2 separate regions of the Zea mays genome follow, and region 2 is linked to region 1. Evidence: chromatin contacts called from public Hi-C data. All regions are on one chromosome and are shown on one strand. The core of a region is the stretch at or near the end of the contact, and the rest is flanking DNA. Distances in the headings are between cores, read along the strand shown. Region 1 holds the start of LOC103647590 (acyl-coenzyme A thioesterase 9, mitochondrial). Region 2 holds the start of LOC109944062 (ankyrin repeat-containing protein At5g02620).

The links. A called contact is a pair of places that touch in the nucleus more often than the background predicts.
Region 2: a contact with region 1 is called in a Hi-C map of tassel, with 4 times the contacts expected there. The contact joins the promoter of LOC109944062 here to the promoter of LOC103647590 in region 1. A contact is called at or near these places in 8 of 25 Hi-C or Micro-C datasets (endosperm, leaf, leaf mesophyll and 2 more) and 1 of 3 datasets of contacts at active chromatin or transcription factors (seedling).

Annotation. Positions count from the first base shown.
Region 1 is chr2:199,706,390-199,711,592 of Zm-B73-REFERENCE-NAM-5.0, forward strand. LOC103647590 (acyl-coenzyme A thioesterase 9, mitochondrial) reads right to left here and starts at 2,171. Exons shown (of 5, transcript XM_035965434.1): 1 at 1,306-2,171. The coding sequence starts at 1,905. It overlaps LOC103647589 (extensin), which reads left to right. Exons shown (of 2, transcript XM_020548526.3): 1 at 1-331; 2 at 402-1,009. The coding sequence ends at 647.
Region 2 is chr2:199,897,652-199,902,854 of Zm-B73-REFERENCE-NAM-5.0, forward strand. LOC109944062 (ankyrin repeat-containing protein At5g02620) reads left to right here and starts at 2,700. Exons shown (of 4, transcript XM_020548529.2): 1 at 2,700-3,221; 2 at 3,311-4,004; 3 at 4,692-5,101. The coding sequence starts at 3,596.

The DNA.
Region 1 (5,203 bases), core at 921-3,420:
TCCAACTTCCCAAGCCGGAATTCAAGCCTCATTCCCGGTACGTCCGTATGCCCCTCCCCCACCTGCTGCGGACGGAAGTCAAGCTTCTTTCCAGATACCTCCATACGCCCCTCCTCCATATGCTCCACCTCCGTATGGAGTACCTCCTTATGCTCCATATGCTCCACCTCCGTATGGAGCACCTCATCCATATGCTCCACCTACGTATGGAGCACCTCCTCCAGTTGCACCTTTATCTGTTGGATCTGAAAACCAAGCTGAGGAAAATCCCGTGCCGAAGGAAAAGCGTCCAAAGAGGCTAGAGTGGACGAAGGAAGACGGGGAAAATCTGGTGAGTGAATCGTTTCTCATTTATTTAATCTTGATTTTTTAGTTTACTTATATTATAGGTTTTATTGTAGGTTAATGCTTGGTTTATGCATTCTAATGATCCCATCTCCGGCAACAATAAGAGCGGATCAAGTTTCTGGGGCCAAATAGCGGCAACATATAACTCCACCTCCGACCCTATCCGTCATCGAACCGCCAAGCAACTTAAAGATCATTGGGTCACCTACAACCGGGAGGTGACCAAGTTCAATGGATTCTACCTCCAAGAAGAAAGGTTGCGTCAGAGCGGAGCTGACGATGCAATGATCAACAAGTGAAGCATTCAAAATGAAGAACTTGTGGGGTGGATTAGTGAAGGCCAAGCTTTTGAAGCAACGGAACATCCTAAAGGGCCGATCAACCAGAGATATGGACCCAGCTGAAAGGCGTACCCATGGCAGGGCCGTAAAGATGGTCGAAAAAGAACTTGGTCTGCTAGATGACGAAGAAGAGGAACCGGAAGCGGAACGTGAAGAGGAGGAAGATGAGGATGAGATCGAGGAGTCCGATTAGAGTTATGTAATTTTATTTTAATTATCATGTCATTTTATTATAATTATTATGTACTTTGTAATTTTTAATTCAATAAAAAATATTATGTTGTGTGTTTTCTGAGCGTTAAAATAAATCCGCGTGAATTACTTAATTTTGAAATAGAAAAGCTGACGTGGCTATAGCCTGAGGCTGTAGCCTGCTGCAGCCTACACTGGAGCAGCAGGGGCGAGAGTGGAGGTGAGAGCTGACGTGGCAGGGGCGAGAGGGAGGCTGTGCACTGGACTCAGTCTAAGAACGCACGGGGAATAGCTAAAGCTCTGAATACTTGCAGCAGTCACACATTTATCTCTCCCTCACCGGATCACACCTGTGCTACTAGAGGGCAGGCAACGGCGCAACGCCAAGAAAGAAGATCGAAATGGATATCGCACTAGGCATTACCTTGACGGCGATGGTGCCGGCGAGGGCGTCAAGATCCTCGAGCAGCTTGCCGATGCGCACCTCGTTCCAGGGGTCCCGGTACTGCTCCCTGAGGATGTCGTCGGTGGCGAACTTGTACACGATGCTGGTCCGGCTCTGCGCGGGCGTCTTGACGAGCAGCTCAGTCTGCGGCCGCTGCTCGGCAGAGGAAGCGCCGTTCCCAGCGTCCATCATCCGCTCGAAGATGCTGGACCGCGCCTCCCAGAGCGCGTTGGTCACCGGGGAGTGGTACATCCCGGGCCACAGGCTGAGCGGCCTCCGTGCCGACTTCCCCGCGTCGATCGCTGCGGCCCCTCCCTCTCCCTCTCCCTCTCCCTCTCCCCCTCCTCCTCCTCGTCCGCCCCCCAGGTGAGAAACCACCTTGATAGGCGAATCCATGGCCGGTGGCGGTTCCTGGCCCCGATCTCCCGAGGCGGTCGAGGAGGCGCGTCTGGACCAGGAGATGGGGATTCCTGCGGATGGTTCGAGACCGAAAGGGCCGAGGGGTGTCGGGGTTCGCGAGGTTACGCGGCGGACGAGGGTTCTGGAGAGCAACAACGTCGCTGTCAGCCTCGTCGTCATGGGTACTTGGCCGCGGATGCGGGGCTCACCTCCGGCCTTGTGGGAAGGTGTGGGTGTGCCGGTGTGGTAGAAAAAAGAGAGGCAGGTGGGCCACAGCTTCCTCGCAACATCGCGTTGAGACTTGAGACCTTGGCAGCGATCAGAGTCAGACTCACACAGTCACACGGTTGGGTCAGTGGGTTGTTGGGCAGGGGGACAGGAGACGGCCATCTCGAGGCACATCACGACCTACAGGCAGGCAGCACCGGCGAGACCCGGTTGGGTGCGTCGGTGGTTCGGCACCGGTATGGTCCATTTACAACGCAAAAATGAAAAGGGCCGCAACGGCCGATAGATTGAAGTGGGGCTGCTGCTGCTAGAGTGAATTTGGTCCACGAAGTTAAAAAGGCCTGGCCTATTATAGGGCCCATGTGGTTGCTAGCCGCTCAGATGCTGGCATGCTGCTGGCACATTGAGAAAAGAAACATCCACACCTCAATAAAGAATATACTAGTAGAATTTTCGAGCGCTGCAACGATATAATATATTAAACTGATAAAAATAAATATTTTAGTTTATCTGATACCTGCAAAAAAATAAATTCAATATCAAAATCAACATATAGTTCATATATATTAAATTGATAAGAATAAATATTACACTTTATTTTAGCCAAATCGCTAAAAAAGATATAAGTTAAAAATGAGTCCGATCTTTTTTTTAAAGATCACTCGGTTGCTCATCCTCCTTTAGCTAGTGAGGTGCTACTATGTGAGACCGCTGCACTGCGTATGATTTCATGTCGTTGTGTTGGGTTTTGATGTTTTCTCATGACCCATCTGTAGTATAACCGCCAATTAGGCCTCTTAAATGGGGGAGAGAAGCAAGACCTACATATTTCACAAGTAACGCACGACACGTGATGCATGGAGTTGGTGCTTTAAAGGAGTATAAAGAATTATGAGTCACATGCAAACTTATCTAATTTAATGCATTGCTAATAATTAAAATGTGTCTATATCTCATATTTTGTAAGAGTGTTGATTGTATTCATGGATGTCAGGATGTGATAAGAGAGAAAAAAAATTAGCACGAATTTATATAGTTTAACGTATCAATACTGGTATTTTAATTATAATCCCTCTTTTTTAAAGAACACTACTACTATGTGCAACTTGCATGCGATTTGGAAGCGAGACAGCCTGCAGATTGCATGCACACGGGTGAAAGGGGCCAAAGGGCTACCCGAACCCGACGCAGATAAAGATAAAGATTTTCAGGATATTTTTTTTTGAAAAAAGAGGGAATTGTGTTGTGATCGATTTTTTTCATGCCTTCGTCATATAGACTTGAAAAACAAGAACAAAGAACACGAATAAATATTGTAGATGCAACAAAGCTTGTAATAATGGCATATGTATGTGTATCTTACTCTCTTATGCATTTCGTTGGGTGAGATGGCTTCCAACTTTTCTGGCTGCAACGGCTGCAGCTCCAAAACTAATTTTTGTTGTTCCTTTGCCTGGTTGCGAATGCTTCTACGCTACTGCTACAGTGACCTTAGACAGAAAAAACTACAATTGCGGTTGTAGTAAAGGCAATCGAACAACTTGTATATTTTGGTGGACAATTCACACGTGTCGCATGCGAGCATTCTTCATCCTACATGACTATAAGTATAATTATTATTTTTATTGTTAAAATAATTTAAAATTCACTATAAATTGTTTATATATATATATATATATATATATATATATATATATATATATATATATATATATATATATATATATATAGAGGTAATGGAAGCCCTGAGCTTCCGTTAGTGGACGAAGCCCCAGCCAGGAGGCCGATCGGGTCGCGTTCGGCCCACTGGACGCCAGCTTGCGTCAGCCATGCATAGGATAGCAACATATCCCGGCTGAGACGCTGCAACCGATATACACACGTATAAAGGTATGTAGAAATGTGCATAACTCATGCATAAATGGAAAAGTTTCTGCCATGAATCACAGGAACGAATATTTGCATGTGCATGACGGTTTACGATTGCATAACGCTGTGAGACATGATAGCGTAAACCATGCAACATTTAAAATCTCCCACCGGTTTGAGATAAGAAAAGACGTGCTCTTCGTGCGCGTAAAATAAAGGCGCAGTTACAGGAGGAAACAAATACAAGGTTACAGCCGCTCGTCCACGTTCGCTCGTCCACGTCTTTATCTGAGGTATTGGCGGCGGTTAGCGGCGGCGGAAGTGACAGGTACGGCCGACGGCGAGAAAATGTCCAGCACCGGAGCTGGCGATGACATGCCACCTGTATCATCTATGCATACGCCAGCAGGTACGTCTATTTCAATGGACATGCATCCTGTAGCGTCTGCGATCGCCCCATACACAGAGGGTGTCTCCGTTACTCCCCCGGCAGCATTGAGGGCACCTGGACATATCGATGAGCACACAAAAACGGCAGATGTGGTCGGCGCAGAGAAGCACATCCCCATGAGACATATTGGGCCGCATGAATAGGACACACCTCATATTCTTCAAAGCCATGTAAGTTCTCCCAAATATGATACTCTTATTTTCTTACATACTTCTTTGTAATGTTGTACATATACCATGTTAAATTTAGACGCTATTGAGTAGTAAATGTTAAATTTCTGTGCGCAGCCAGACAATATTGATATAAGATTGATATCTAAAGTCGGTATGACATTTAGTAACGTGGATGAGGCGTATAATTTTTATAGTCAATATGCATACGAGGTTGGATTTCCGTTGAAGAAATATAGGGAGCGGAAGAATTGTAAATGGTTGAATTGTTCAATGGAAGGAAAGAATGTTGAAAGGGTAGCTGGAAATCCAAGGATACGTAACACATGTTCGAAACGAACACAGTGCAAGGCTGGGATGAAACTTAAAAAAATCTACGATGATGCTAAAGAGAATGTTATTTCGGTTCGGATTGATCTGGTAAACTATGAGCATAATCATGAATTTTTGAAGAAAGATACAGAAAAGGGCAATTGCAATGCAACAAAACACATGATCGTGAATATATGGAGTTCCTTAGTACGATGCAAGAAAGCAGGATTCCACAATATTGCATTATGGATTTTGTTACAGAAATGCATGGTGGCCCAGAAAACGTTCCAATAACCGTGCAGGACATGAGTAACCTGTAAGTGTATTATGCATTGACAATAATTGTATTTTATATTACAGAAACAATCGTAATGTGTTGAGTTAGATATAGTGCATAATCATTACATTTTTTGACAGGAAAAAAGCATGGCAAAGGGAAAGAAATACA
Region 2 (5,203 bases), core at 1,450-3,949, 190 kb after region 1:
ATTTGGTGTTACATTCATGTGGTCTGTGAAACTATAGATATAATTATTATTTTCTATTGTTAAATTAGTTTAAAATTAACTAGAAATGATTGTTATATACATATTCAACCTGTTTGGTTGGTTTCTCTAGGCAACCTGGCTGTGTGAGCCAGGACCGCTGAAGCCTGGCTCCACAGATGCGACCAATCTACTCGTATCTGGTGAGCCTGGCCCAGAGTGCTTTGAGGATCGTGCGAGCCTGGATCCAGATATGCATGCAGGCAACCAAACACAGAGCTCGCACGCACATAGCCTGGGTCACAGCAACCAAACAGCAACTACCCGTATTCCACGATGCAAGCACGCGCAGATGCAGGCAACCAAACGCATTGATTATTTTTTATGTTTGGGTTCGTGACCTAAACAAGTCAGCTCAAGCTTATAAACGAACTGACCCGAACCAAACTGACTCAATATCTAGACGTACCAACTACTATAACTACCGAACATGCCAACACAAATAGTGTTTTCTAGCCAGAACACCGACCACCTCCGCAAGCATGGGCACAGATCGTAGATGGAGCAGAACAAAGATAATCAACGAACAAAGCCTCAACAAAATATCTAACTAACCGAGTGACAAGTACATGCAAAATAATTACAATTGCATGATCCACCGCCGCTTGTCCGCTCGCTAACCTTGTTGTAAAGCACAAAAAAAAAAAGTGATGACAAGCAGCACGATACAAATGGATGTCTAAAAAAAGATGGTAGAAGGAGGTAAAGCAGGTGGTGTGGAGTGTGGACAAGCAAATATTATTTCAAAGGTATGTTTCAAGCTTTGAGTTGGTTATTTTGTTGAATTCTCTCATTGCCTCTCCCTGGTCATTGTACTTCTCTCAACAGCTGGAAAGCAAGGTTACTTTGCTCCCAGCACACACTCCGCCTAGCGTTCACACCAGCGTTCACTTTCTCGGACCGGGATCAACGGATTTAGGTGATTTATTTCGTTTTCGTTACTCGCCGAAAATCGAATTTCGTTCCGGATTTAAGTAGATTTCGATTTAAAATATAAAAGTCAAAATTTGGTCAACAAAACAAAATTCTTATCTATGCAAACGAAATTATAGACCCCGGTACACACACAAAAAAAGGCCCTTGAAAACAATATATCAAGCCATGGTTCTGCAGAGAATTTTGTTAATCTCATGGAGATTCATTATTTAACCAAGGGGGTTAGAATAGGAAGATCACATTATAAAGAGTATAGTCTCTGAGAGGTTTTCTTACCTTTTTATATTGATAATATAGGGTTAGATATTTATAGTCCAAAGATTCAAACTCTTAAAAAAAATTATAACAACTAAATTTGGGTTAAAAAGTCAAACAAATTATAAATTGAAACATAGGGAGTAGATGTGGTCTGTTTGTTTAGAATCATATCTTATACTAGCTCTATTCTTGAATACTTATCGTCCCATAGTTCATTTTTGGACTAAACCACGACAAATAAAAAAGAACGAAGGAAGTATTAATGATAAGGCAACATATCATGGTACATTTTTAGCATTAGGAGAATTTAGAAGTGGCGTTGAGCGCTCGTCTAACTTGTGTAATCACTTAGGCTTTGTTCGGTTACAATGGATCAAATCATGGGCGAAGCCAGACCTTATTTTGGGGTCAACCGACTTCGATAATTTTCTGAACATCCAATGGAAAAACGGTGTTAATAACAAGAGTTTTATAATAAAGATCCAGTAGATAATATTGATGACCCCGATAGAATATTGCTAGCTTCGCTACTGGATGAAACCCCACTATAGATTTAATCTATGTCTGGATTAGGTGAATCCATACCTCACACTCAATCCTATGGTGAGATTAAATTTATTATTAAAGGTAGTTATTTTTTATCTATGGATTCTATTATAAACTTGTGCAATATCTTTATGGATTTATTCCATACCTAATGAGTTATAGATAGAACTCATGCTTTCTATAGTTTAAAAAAAACCCTAAATCCTTGGGTTATAATCCATCACGGGTTTAACCGAATAATTTTTTTATGTAGACTTGGATTATTTTGGGACATGGATTGTGACATAGATTTAATTTCAATCTATACTGATTCAAAGCTGGATTAGTGTAGACGAACAATATCTTATATGGTGCAAGTCTACAACCAAACCCTAAACATCTAATTTATATCCAACTATATCTGCTATTTTGTATTTTTATCCTCTTGCATCACCTTGCATTTATTCTGCCCGTGGGATATTATAGATAGTTTAATATATCCAAATAAATTATTGCAGCACGGTCATAGGTCCCTGACTGTTGTGGCGCCGACGGAGGCGCACATCGATGGCGTCGGGCCGTCGGCTGGCTCCTTCTCCTTCCAAGTTGTCGTGGGTCTGCAGGAGTCTCGCTTCACGCCTGGCGGCCTCCGCCCTCCGGAGTCCGGAGTCGTTTGAGCAGGAGCATGTTTTCCTAAGTTTGTTATTGAGGCATGGTGCGTCCACGGTCCACCCGGACTTTTACGCACTGACATTGGTGATCGTGAAACGACTGATTTGATGTCTAGAAATAAACATTTGTTTGAGATTAAATCTGGTTGTTTAGAATGTTGCAGCGGTAGTCTATAAAAATAAAATACTATAGAAATAGTAGATCAGATCAGTATAGATTAAAGTTAAGTGCAGATACTGTGCGTACAAAAATTCTCCAACGAAATTAGCACTTAAAAACAACAAACTGCAGAGGCTGACTGACAAAACCAGCTTGACAGCAAAGTACTGCGAAGAGATATAGAAGTAATGCAAAAAGTTTGCCTTTTTAACGCAAGGAAGAGCCGAAGGAGGAGGTAGCAAAGTCGCACAATTATTCCGTCACGGGTGAAAATAGAAAAATCAGGTGCCGGAGACTACCGAACGTGTGCTCGCTTCCTTCAGCCGTCGTCGTCCTCGTCTCCTCGATGATAAGAAGGGGAGGTGGATCACTCGAACCTAATAAGTGAGCTTCCAGGCCGGGGAGAGGGACTGGCCGGCGGACCGCCGATGGAAAACTTTGGAGGCTCCTAACTTCCAAGATACCAACTAGCTCCCAGCCTCCCACCGTCTTCTTTCCACCCTTGGCTGATGCTAGGGAGATGGGATTTTTGGAGCTCTAAGACAAATAGTTCTGCTCCTTGCGCCCTGCGTGTTCTTGATCTGGCCTCTAAGTTTGTTGGCTGTTTTCTCGTGGTGAGGAATTATCTTCCTTGTTAGGTGATAAGACGTTTTATAGTTCTCCTTGAAATTTATGCATGCTAATTTATTGATTCCTTTTGCAGTTTGAGGTGATATCTCGATTCTAAAAAGCTACCAGATTTCTTCTCCCTGTTTGTATGGACAAATTTGGGAATGAACCCTAGTCTGTGTGCAAAGCAGCCAAATTGGTGTTCTTGCGGATCAAAGCTAAAGCTGCAGCAGTTGGTGAGGATACAAGAGATGCAGGGAGAAACAAGAGAAGGGCTTGTTAGATTCTGCAGAGACACTCTTATTGGTTGATATTTTTTCCATCAACTCCGGCCAGATTTGCGGAACCTCGCAATTTTAGGAGCCATTTGATCTTGGACATGGAGAAGCAACCCAGCGTGCGACATGGTGCCCTAGAGAAACTGAAGAGCTTCCGGGGGATGGAGAAGCAGAGAAGCTTCAAGTTCTTGTCCATGGAGAAGCAGCAGAGCTTCAAAAGGAACAAGGACAGCCCTGGGAAGCGGGGTGACACCGCGCTCCACCTCGCGGCGAGAGCTGGCAGTGTCGCACATGTTCAGAAGATCCTTGCGGAGTGTGATCCAGAACTGGTGGTGGAGTTAGCTGGCCGCACGAATCAAGACGGCGAGACTGCGTTGTATGTGTCTGCTGAGAAAGGGCATGTTGAGGTTGTGTGTGAGATTTTGAAGGCTTCGGATGTGCAGTCAGCCGGGATCAAGGCCAGTAACAGCTTCGATGCATTCCATATTGCGGCAAAGCAGGGCCATTTGGGTGAGCTTTCATTCCTTCATAATTAAATAGTCGAGTTTTAGGTAGTGTGAATTGGAATTCTTTTATATACGGATTCACTGGTTTGTACTGGCAGTTCTGTGATCTTCTGTAGTACTCATTCTGCTTGCAATTGGTATGTTTATAAAACTTGACTTGTATCTTATTGACTTCTGCAAATCTCTATGACCATGAACTGTTTCCCTCATTTATTTTCCTTCAGGAACATGGAGTATTAAAACAGTGACACTGAGTCCCTGATTTCCTTTTGCTCAGATGTCTGATAAATTTACTAGGCTGATCTGGTCTAGATTACATCCTAGCATTTCTTTCTTTCTTGGTTTTACAGACAAATTGTTGATTTCTCTGAGTTGGCAATTTCTATTTTTCTACAATCTTGCCATGCTATTGTGTCTAAATCAAAGAACTGACAATCCTATATCTAGTGACGAGATATGCTCCCTAGTACTTGTCTGCTCAGCTAGGAACTTTCACCAGACCAATTAGGCTATGAATTTCTGATATTTGAGTTAGTATGCTGTGTTTTTTTAATGAAAACTAGTCAGTATGTTGTGTTGAAGAGCAAACTACTACACAGTTGTTATTTAATCTTGTTTTTTTTCTTCAAAACTTGTATATTCTCTTGTTTCAGAGAAAGAGATCATATTAATTCAGTTTTGGTCTTTGCAGATGTCTTGAAGGAGCTGTTACAGGCCTTTCCCTCATTAGCAATGACAACAAATTCTGTAAATGCCACAGCTTTGGACACTGCTGCAACTCAGGGCCACGTTGACATTGTTAATCTTCTGCTAGAAACAGATGCAAGCCTTGCTAGGATTGCAAGAAATAATGGCAAGACAGTTTTGCATTCAGCAGCAAGAATGGGCCATGTGGAGGTGGTCACTGCACTGTTAAATAAGGACCCGGGGATTGGGTTTAGAACAGATAAGAAGGGACAAACAGCTCTACACATGGCTTCGAAAGGCCAAAATGCAGAAATTCTGCTTGAGTTGTTGAAGCCTGATATCTCAGTTATCCATGTGGAGGACAGCAAGGGGAATAGACCATTGCATGTTGCAACTCGGAAGGGAAACACCATTGTAAGTGATATTATCTCAGAATGTTCTGATTTTTACCACTGGTTTGAGTCTTCCTGTTTTACATTTTAACAATCAGATGTTTTGTTGTATTTATCGTTGAAG